2 separate regions of the Mus musculus genome follow, and region 2 is linked to region 1. The links are chromatin contacts, called in public HiChIP or PLAC-seq maps. All regions are on one chromosome and are shown on one strand. Each heading gives the region's core, a stretch centred on a gene start, on an enhancer-like site or on the middle of the called end of the contact. The rest is flanking DNA. Distances are from core to core; before and after follow the strand shown. Region 1 overlaps Trpv4 (transient receptor potential cation channel, subfamily V, member 4). Region 2 overlaps Sppl3 (signal peptide peptidase 3).

What was found. HiChIP or PLAC-seq counts read pairs in DNA pulled down with a chosen protein or histone mark.
Region 2: a FOXA1 HiChIP or PLAC-seq map of pancreatic cancer cells shows a contact between it and region 1. The contact joins two enhancer-like sites.

Annotation. Positions count from the first base shown.
Region 1 is chr5:114,648,757-114,652,991 of GRCm38.p6, forward strand. All of the region lies in intron 1 of Trpv4 (transient receptor potential cation channel, subfamily V, member 4), which reads right to left. Among named protein-coding and RNA genes, the nearest start is that of Trpv4, 7.5 kb to the right of the region's middle. Within about 2 kb of position 2,410, at least 59 of the 459 cell types and tissues checked have an H3K27ac peak or open chromatin away from gene starts, as enhancers often do. A contact at or near this core is called in pancreatic cancer cells, where this site is marked.
Region 2 is chr5:115,016,941-115,021,175 of GRCm38.p6, forward strand. All of the region lies in intron 1 of Sppl3 (signal peptide peptidase 3), which reads left to right. Among named protein-coding and RNA genes, the nearest start is that of Sppl3, 7.5 kb to the left of the region's middle. Within about 2 kb of position 1,976, at least 57 of the 459 cell types and tissues checked have an H3K27ac peak or open chromatin away from gene starts, as enhancers often do. A contact at or near this core is called in pancreatic cancer cells, where this site is marked.

The DNA.
Region 1 (4,235 bases), core at 1,160-3,659:
CTGTCTGCCACAGAGGCCCCGACTATGGGAACATTGCCTGAGATCATACACTCTGCAGTCATGACCCCTTGGCCAGTCGGGTGTGGCAAGAATGTGCATGCTGACATCACACATCCTGGGGATCAGATTGGGGGGGTGTCCCTCTTAATAACTGCAAAGTTCACCATAGCCTCTGGGAGCCTTTGTTTCTGTGCCTGCTTGAGGGCAGAAGTTGTCAGGTAAGGAGGTGCCAGATTGAGGGTGCCTCAGTAAACAGCAGGCTGCAAAGTATGCCCAGGATGCAGTGCGGCCAGAGGGCTCGCTCGCCATTGTTCGCTTGGCCCAGGGGGAGGGGGGGGCATCCTCTTCACTCTCAGGGCTTTGCCAGGCCTCATGGAAACCCTGGCACAAGACTATCAGATGCCGACCTCATTACGTGAGCAAGAAAAGCTGCTTAAAACCCAGGGGCAGGTTTGGGCAAGCAAGACATCTCTGCTCCTGGGGAGGGCGGCAGGGCGCTGGCTTTCCTCAGGTCTCGCCTTCTAGATCAATACATTCTAAATGGGTCATTATTAGCTGCCACATGTATGCACGGCCCCGGGGTAGACAAAAAGGAACAAAGGACCGGAAACCCTAGTGTGAGTGGACAGGCTGGTGGCCTCCACTGTTGTCCAGCCCTTTGCCTCGCCATTTGCTTCAATTCCATTACTCAGGAGCAAGAGGCAGGAAGGCATCTTGGTGAGTTTGTCTGACGGCCCTCTGGTCTATGCAGTGAGTTCCGATTCTGCCAGGACTACTTAAGTGAGACCCTGTCTCAAAGCAGGATGGAGAGGCTGGAGAAACCGCTGCTTTTTCCAGGGGATCCAGGTTAAAGTCCCAGCATCCACGGGGCAGCTCACAACTGTCTGTGACTTCAGTCCCAGGGGATCTGATGCCTTCTTCTGGCCTCTGTGAGCACCAGGCACACATGTGGCACACATACATACGTGCAGGTGAAATAACCATAATTATTAAAATAAATGAATTTTAAAAATAAGGAGAAAAAAAAAGGATAGTACTTTGAATTTTTTTCCTGGTCTAAACTAACTCTGCATGTCACAGTGAGTGCAGCAGGTAATGTCACAGTGAATGTGGCAGGTGACACACTTCACATCAGCATACACCATCTGCTTATCTCCTCTTCCCCTTCCAGAGCCTACGCCCCTGAGGAAGACATTCATTCAGAGTCACCATTCTGCCAGGACTGAACACCATGTGGGGGCATCAGGGACCCCTGAGGTTCCTGCAGGTGCAGGGCAGGGGAGCACAGGGGGAGGACTAAAGTTCCGTGCCTGGAATGGGGTAGACGGCAGAATGCAGAGAGTGCGGGGGGAGGGGGGCTACTGAGGACCATTAGTGAATAAGAACAAGGACCAGGGGTGAGTGCGGGCTGGGTGGGGGCTCTACAGCAGGAGACAGACCCTGGACCCTCAGACAGACTTTGTGGGTTTCTTCATCATCCTGGGGTTCCTTGGCTGACCAGTGGGGACCCTGACTCCTGCAGGAGCCACAAATAAACGTGACCACGAATGCCAGCTATCTGGTTCAGTCCTGAGGGAAGGACTGAAGGATGGGATGGAAGTTAGCGGGTACCAGATAAGGCAGCAGCTGCGTGGCCCCGCCTTCTAGATGAGGAAGCTAAGGCCAAGAAAGGAGCAAGCTGTATCATTGCATCCCAGCTCCGGGATGCAAGGCCACACACAGGCACAGGAGCTGGGGTTTTCCTTTTGGGACAGGGCCTCATGCATCTCAAACTGGCCCTGGCTTTGCTGCGTATCCAAGGACAGCTTTCAACATCTGGTCCTCCTGTCTCTCTACACCCCCTGGGTGCTGGGGGTCCCAGGGGCATACCACCATATCCAGCGTGGGCAGTGTTACGGATTAAGCTCAGGGCTTCACGCGGCTAAGCTAGGCAAGCACTGGATCCGCTAAGCCACTTCCCCAGCCAGGACTGGGCCTTTGATGGGGCTATTTTACAAGGATAAGAGGGCTCAGGAAGGGAGGGACAAACATGTAGGAGGGGCTGGGGGACTATGTGACTCTGGATCAGAGTGCCCAGACCTGAGTTGTGGCTGACTGGGAATCCTCCCCAGGACACTCACTGTCACAGGAGCTAGGGGAGACAGACTTAAGCACAGCCAATAGATGCTGGATAAGGCCAGGCTGGTATCTGAGCCCTTAATGCCACCCTCAAGCTATTATTATTATTACTAGGGCATACATGAAGAACCAACCGGGAAACAGAGCCTGTCAGGGGAAGACTAAGTGACTGGATCCCTCTTGGGAGGTGGACTCTGGCAGCCACCTCAGAGCGACTAACGGGAGCTCAGTCCCTTGGCAGAGTGGGACCCGCCGCCTGCCAGGTTGTGGTTGCCCACAGCCCCCAAGCCCCTGGCAGGAGGCAGCGGGGCACATCGCACCATGAAGGGCCCTCCCTGCTGGTATTTACCTAGTCTGTCTCAGCCCAGCCCACTTCCTGGTTGCTGCACAGTGGCCGTCTGTCCGGAGCAGACAGAGCTCCTGTGTCCTGCCGGGTCCCTCCACCTGGAGGGTGTCCCCCTCCGATGCTCACACCATCCAAGCGGGACACGGCTGGGGTGACTCACTAGCCCCAAGGAGGGCACGGCCAACGTGGCCACTGCAGTCACTTGGTTTTTGCATAAGCCTTGGAGGGCCGGCCCATGTCACAGAAATATCCCCTAAGAACTTTCACTGGAATGGGGGCATCTGCAAAAGACCCCAGGTCCAGAGGGCTGGCCAGACTAGAAGCTGAGTATGGCTTAGTGGAAAGATGGGGCTGTTGAGACTCGAAAAGTCACATCCTGTGAGACTCCACTTCCTTGTCATCTGAGAACACTGGAGTTTCTGGTGACGTCCATTCAGCTGGCACTGAGCTGTTTGTTTTCAAAAGCCCAGTGGGGGCTATGTGATTACAGCTAAGTGACCCTTCCCAGATCAGTGACCCTGATAGTCCCAGCCATGCCCCAGCCTCAGCACAGAGCCTAGCATACAGATATAGGAAGTCTCTACTCCAGAAGGTTCCCACCAAAGCCAACATCCAGCTTTAGAAAGGTGGGGGTGGAGGCGTGTCTCAAATCCTAGGGTCTCTTTCTCTGAGCCAGCTACTCTCGTTCAGATAGTCCCCAGGTCACAGAGAACTCTGGAAAGGGTTTTATAGCCTCAAGACATCGCCCACTCTATCTTGCCCTCCTCTTTCCTGCCACCAATGGTCACATCTCCTATCTGGGCCGCGGTTTTCTCATCCATAAAAAGGGGGTAAAACTTTCTACCTTCTAGGAACAACTGCTCCTGTCTTTGATCTGTGATTATTTGGTGTGTCACGTTCCTGCTTTAAATTATACAGTGGGATGTGGTAGCATTAACCTGTAATCCCAGCACTTGGGAGCGAGGCAGACGGATCCGTGGTCTAAAGCCAAACTGAAGAAGATCCTATCTCAGGAGACCTTGGGGATGTGCCCACAGGACACTTGATTGGTGTGTGCAAGGCTCCAGGTTTTACCCCCAGCCCTGTGAAAGTAGCAGCTCCTCTCTCAAGGGCTGCTGTAAAGATTAAATGTTATCATTCAAGCCCTGCATGATGTCTGGCACGTAGTATGTGCTCAATAAATGGTGGTGGCTATGCTGCTGTTATTTAACCTCCCCTCAATTTACAGCAGGGGAGGGGAGTCCGGAGAGGTGAGGACCAGGTGGGCACTGGAACCCAGAGACTTCCCAGCTCCAAAGCCAGGGATCCTCTGAGCTTTCTCCATGTCTGAAAATTGGTGAGAACAGAGACTGCCCATCTCTGGGCTGGGAGACAGAGGTCACCCCCCTACCCCCCAATTCCTTAAAATGGCCTAAGCAATCCTGTGGCAATGAGGCTCAAAGGAAGGGACCCTGAGGCACAAATGCAAAGCCCTGCCTGGGCACTTGCAGCATGCCCCAGGGACGCCGCCTGGAATCACGGCAGAGGCTCAGCTGGAAACCCCGTCCGCAGTATGGGCACTAAATGCCTCACACCAGAACTTCACACACATTCTCATCTAAAGCCTAACCCCTCAAGCTAGGAACTGATGTCTCCTCCCCAGGGGGGTAAACTGAGTCTGGGGGAGGAGAGACAGGAAGTGTCTGATATTTATCCAAACTGACCAGCGATGGGGACTTCCACAGCTCCCTTATCAAGCAAGCAGTGTCCAGATTCCCACGTCACACCAGAG
Region 2 (4,235 bases), core at 726-3,225, 370 kb after region 1:
GATGGACCGTGTTTTAGTTGGGCATTGGCATCTAGACGCTTGAGTAACTTACTTCCCTTACGTGCCTGAGTGCATCTGACCTTTAGAGAGCACTGTAATTTGTTTTCAAAATGGTTTTAAGGGGTTTGTTTTGTTTGTTGTTTCTAGACAGTGTTTCTCTTTGTTCCTTAGCTGTCCTTGATTCTCTGAATCATGCTGGCTTTGAACTCAGATTCGCCTGTCTCTCAAGTGCTAGGGCTTTACAAGGTGTGTGCCACCACTGCCTGCTAATGTTTTTAGAGTTTAATGGTTCTTTCTTGGAAGTTAAAATGTTATTTTTATGTGATTCTGTAAACTGAGAATCTGTAACTTTGAGTTTCTATATTACACTTTCTAATCTTAAGGAGTTAGTTGTAGAGTGCTTAGACATTTAACCTGTTAGGTGTGTCCCAAAAGACTTCCGAGCAGCCAGGTCAGTTTTATAGGAAAATCTACGGGTTGTTCCTGTGACCTTTGGGAAGAACTGTCACCTTTCATATTTTAACAGTCACTGTCACTAGGGCTGTATTTTAAATAAGAAAGTCTCACTGATGGAGTCCTACAAAAAGGTAGCACTAGCCTGCTGGAGACCTGTAGAAAAGGTTTAATTTTTGTTTGCTTTGCTTACAGGATTTCTTCTAACTTGTAGAAAAGTTGTAGATAAACTATTTTGGAATTTGATTATTAATGGTTGGCCTTCTCCTCCAATCTAGACTACAATTGTGGTTTTCACTTTGTGACTTACACTGAGTGTAAGTGACCACACAGATCTCTTACTACATTGAAATTTAAAAACCCAAGACTGAATTCTGTGTTTGCACTGGGAACTTCCTGGTTTGAGAGAGATGTTTTTTCCATCTCTGATTGACTGTATATCAGGCCTAGTGTTTAGTCAGGCACTGTACCACTGAACAACCCCCAAACCCACCACACCACCACCACCACACCACCACCACCACCACCACCACCACCACCACCACCACCACCAGTGTTTAACTGCTTCTGCCCTTCCTCTGCAGGCTTCAGAGGTTCTGTGAGATGCTGTGTATAAATGCTTCTGGAATTTCTCAGTGCTCTGTAAAGAGCGGTTGCATATTTTCTAGTTACTTATTAGGTTCCAGACAGAGTTCTTCCGTATATAGGAATGACTTTTCTTTCTGACCGTCTAACCAACATTGAAACTTTTTGATGTCTTTATCAGGAATGCTAAGTGATATTGTATAAAAAAAGTAGAATAACTTGCAATTTGCTGTTGACTTACAGGTCTGGGTAGGCAGTTCAGGACCTTCCACGGGTTTCATAATTCACCACTGCAGCTCACATGGAAAAGAAAATGATAAGGTTACATTTTTTTTCATACAATAATTATATGGATCCTTTGAGGGGCAAGTGGACTTTCCCTGGACTTCTCTGTAATGCACAGGAAAGTTTTGCACTCTTTTAACGGCCAGGGGCAAGGCTTTAGCAGTTTCTTATCTATTTCCTTACCCACAGTGAGTCTGACAGGCACACCCACTTCCCTCCATCTAGCAGCCCAGACTGCACTCTTGACCTAAATAGGACATGTGGGGAGAAATTGTGTACATTGTTTCTTCAGCCTGCAACACTGACCTTCCGAGAGCCTAATTCTGCCTTCAGAATTTGATTAAATCTTTCATTTGTTTAAAAGAAAATATTGTGCTGGCATCCACAGCTCCTTTTTTGATTTAAATACATGTTTGAATCCATTTCTCAGAAATGCTTATAAGAATCTTAGAAGTCTTAGAAGTAAGAATTTATTGTAAAGAATGAATTATCTTTATCTTTGCCTTGGCTAGTGCAAACATATTTAGAAATGTTGTCTGGAACTACAAGCCCAGCCAGCTGAAGACTAGGGAGAGAAGACGTTATTAACCAAGTGAGGGCAAAAGTAGGAGACCAGACACTCAGGACACTTGAGAAGTTCACAGTGAGCAAGGGACTGGAGTCAGAGGAGCAGAGACTCACAGTGGCTCCAGTGATTAGGACAGAGAGTGAGAGGAGGCTCATCAGGAGCTCCGGGTGAAAAAAGAGCAACCAGAAAACAGAAGCCAGGCCATCGGCTTTGCCAAGGAAGTCCTTAGTGCAGTAGAGCTCCAAGCAGGTGGGGTGGAGCCCTGAGGGTTGGACAGTGAGGGTGGAAAGGCCTCTTGAGCCCACTGAGGAAAGAGGGAAAGGGTGTTTGCCGGCCAGGGGCCAGAGCAGTGGTTTGTTTTCACTTCAGAGGGACTGTGTGTTTGAAGGCAGATGAAGAAATTGATCTTGGAAAGAGAAAAGGCTTTGTTTTTGTTTTTCTGTAGTGTAAGCTTAGAGTTTATTTTTCTGTAAATTATTGTAGCTATTATCCAAGAGTTGTGCTGAAAAATTAATGGGAGATGTTTAGTGTGCGTGGCTAACCTTGTCACGTGTCTTAGATATGTTGCCACTAGAGTTAGTTGTATTTAGGTAGTAGTCTTTTTTTTTTTTTTTTTTCAGTTGATGGAATATAACCAATATATTCAACCTTTTCACATCTGACTTTTGGGCAAATATGACTTTACAATACAATTTTTTTTTAAAGATTTATTTATTATATGTAAGTGCACTGTAGCTGCCTTCAGACACCCCAGAAGAGGGCACCAGATCTCGTTGCCAATGGTTGTGAGCCACCATGTGGTTGCTGGGAATTGAACTCAGGACCTTCGGAAGAGCAGTTCATGCTCTTAACCACTGAACCATCTCTCCAGCCCTACAATCCCATTTTCTTTGAAGTGTTTGTTGTCAAGTTACAGGAACTTAGTAGGTGGCCCCTGTCCTATCTCTAGATATGTAGGTAGATATGTAGACCTGCACTTTCAGAGTCCATTTGAAATGTTGTCATCTTTAAAATGATCTCAAATCTCAGCCGGGCGTGGTGGCGCACACCTTTAATCCCAGCTCTTGGGAGGCAGAGGGAGGTGGAGTTCGAAGCCAGCCTGGTCTACAAAGTGAGTTCCAGGACAGCCAGGGCTATACAGAGAAACCCTGTCTCGAAAAATCATTAAAAAAAAGAAATCTCAAATCTCACTTTATTTTGCTTACCAGCAAGTGTGCGTGATCTGTATGGGCAGGTCTACCATGGGTTTTGTGTGGAGGTCAGAGAACAACTTTTTGGAGCTGGTTCCTGCTGGTGTCCTCTGCCTTTACATGGGTCAGAGGTCAGCCAGTATTACCCGATGAGCCACCTCGCTGATCCAAATGTTGGTCTGTTGCTCCAAGGCCTTTTGGTGAAACTTATAGCTGTTTGTTGTGACATTGAATGTATTTACTGTGGTTGTTTCCCACCCTGTGACAGTAAAACTGCAGCAGAGTATAGAGTCAGCTGTTTATTTTGTGGACCTGAATACAGTGGGTGCTCAGAATTATATTCTAATTTTTAGTTTTAATTTTTATTTTGTTGTTTGAGACGAGACAGGGTTTCTCTGTGTAACCGTGTCTCTCTAGGAATTCACTCTGTAGACCAGGCTGGCCTCGAACTCAGCAATCTGCCTGCCTGGTCTCCTAAGTGCAGGGATTGAAGATGTGTAGCTGATGCTCAGATTTTTAAAAAGTATTTTAGAGATTTATAATTTTCTAGACAGTGGATTTTAGAGTATGTTCCTCAGAATCTGATGTCAGAGCACATAGGCATGAGGAATGAATAGTTACATGATGCTGTTGTCTGTAGCAAACGCAGAAGAAGAGGCAGTGCTGTTGGCCTGACCACGCTCATCACAGGTCTTTTCTTCCTGCTGTCCAGGTAGCAACAGAGGACCGCAGTGCTTTTGTTCCTCCTCTGCAACTGGACCTGCATTGTCCACTCTCCCCTTCCCCGCTTGGGTTCCTCTTGAGCTTCTGATCCGTACACCTCCAATGAGCTAGGCAAACACCAACTGAGGTACATCCCCAGCCCATGTACTTATCAAATTCCTTAGGTTTTTTTATTTTTTAATTTTTTAACGTGAATGAGTGTTTTGACTATGTGCATGTAAATGTACTACATGAATTTCTGGTGCCTGTGGAGACCAGAAGAGGTTGCTGGATTCCCCTGGATGCAAGAGAAGCAAGTCTTTTTTTTTCTTCCTTCCTTTTTTCCTATTATTTAGCTCTGGCTGCCCTGGAACTCCCTATGTAGACCACATAGAGATCCAAGACATCTAGAGGTTTATAGAGGGACTCTGTCACAAGAATAAAGTTGTTTT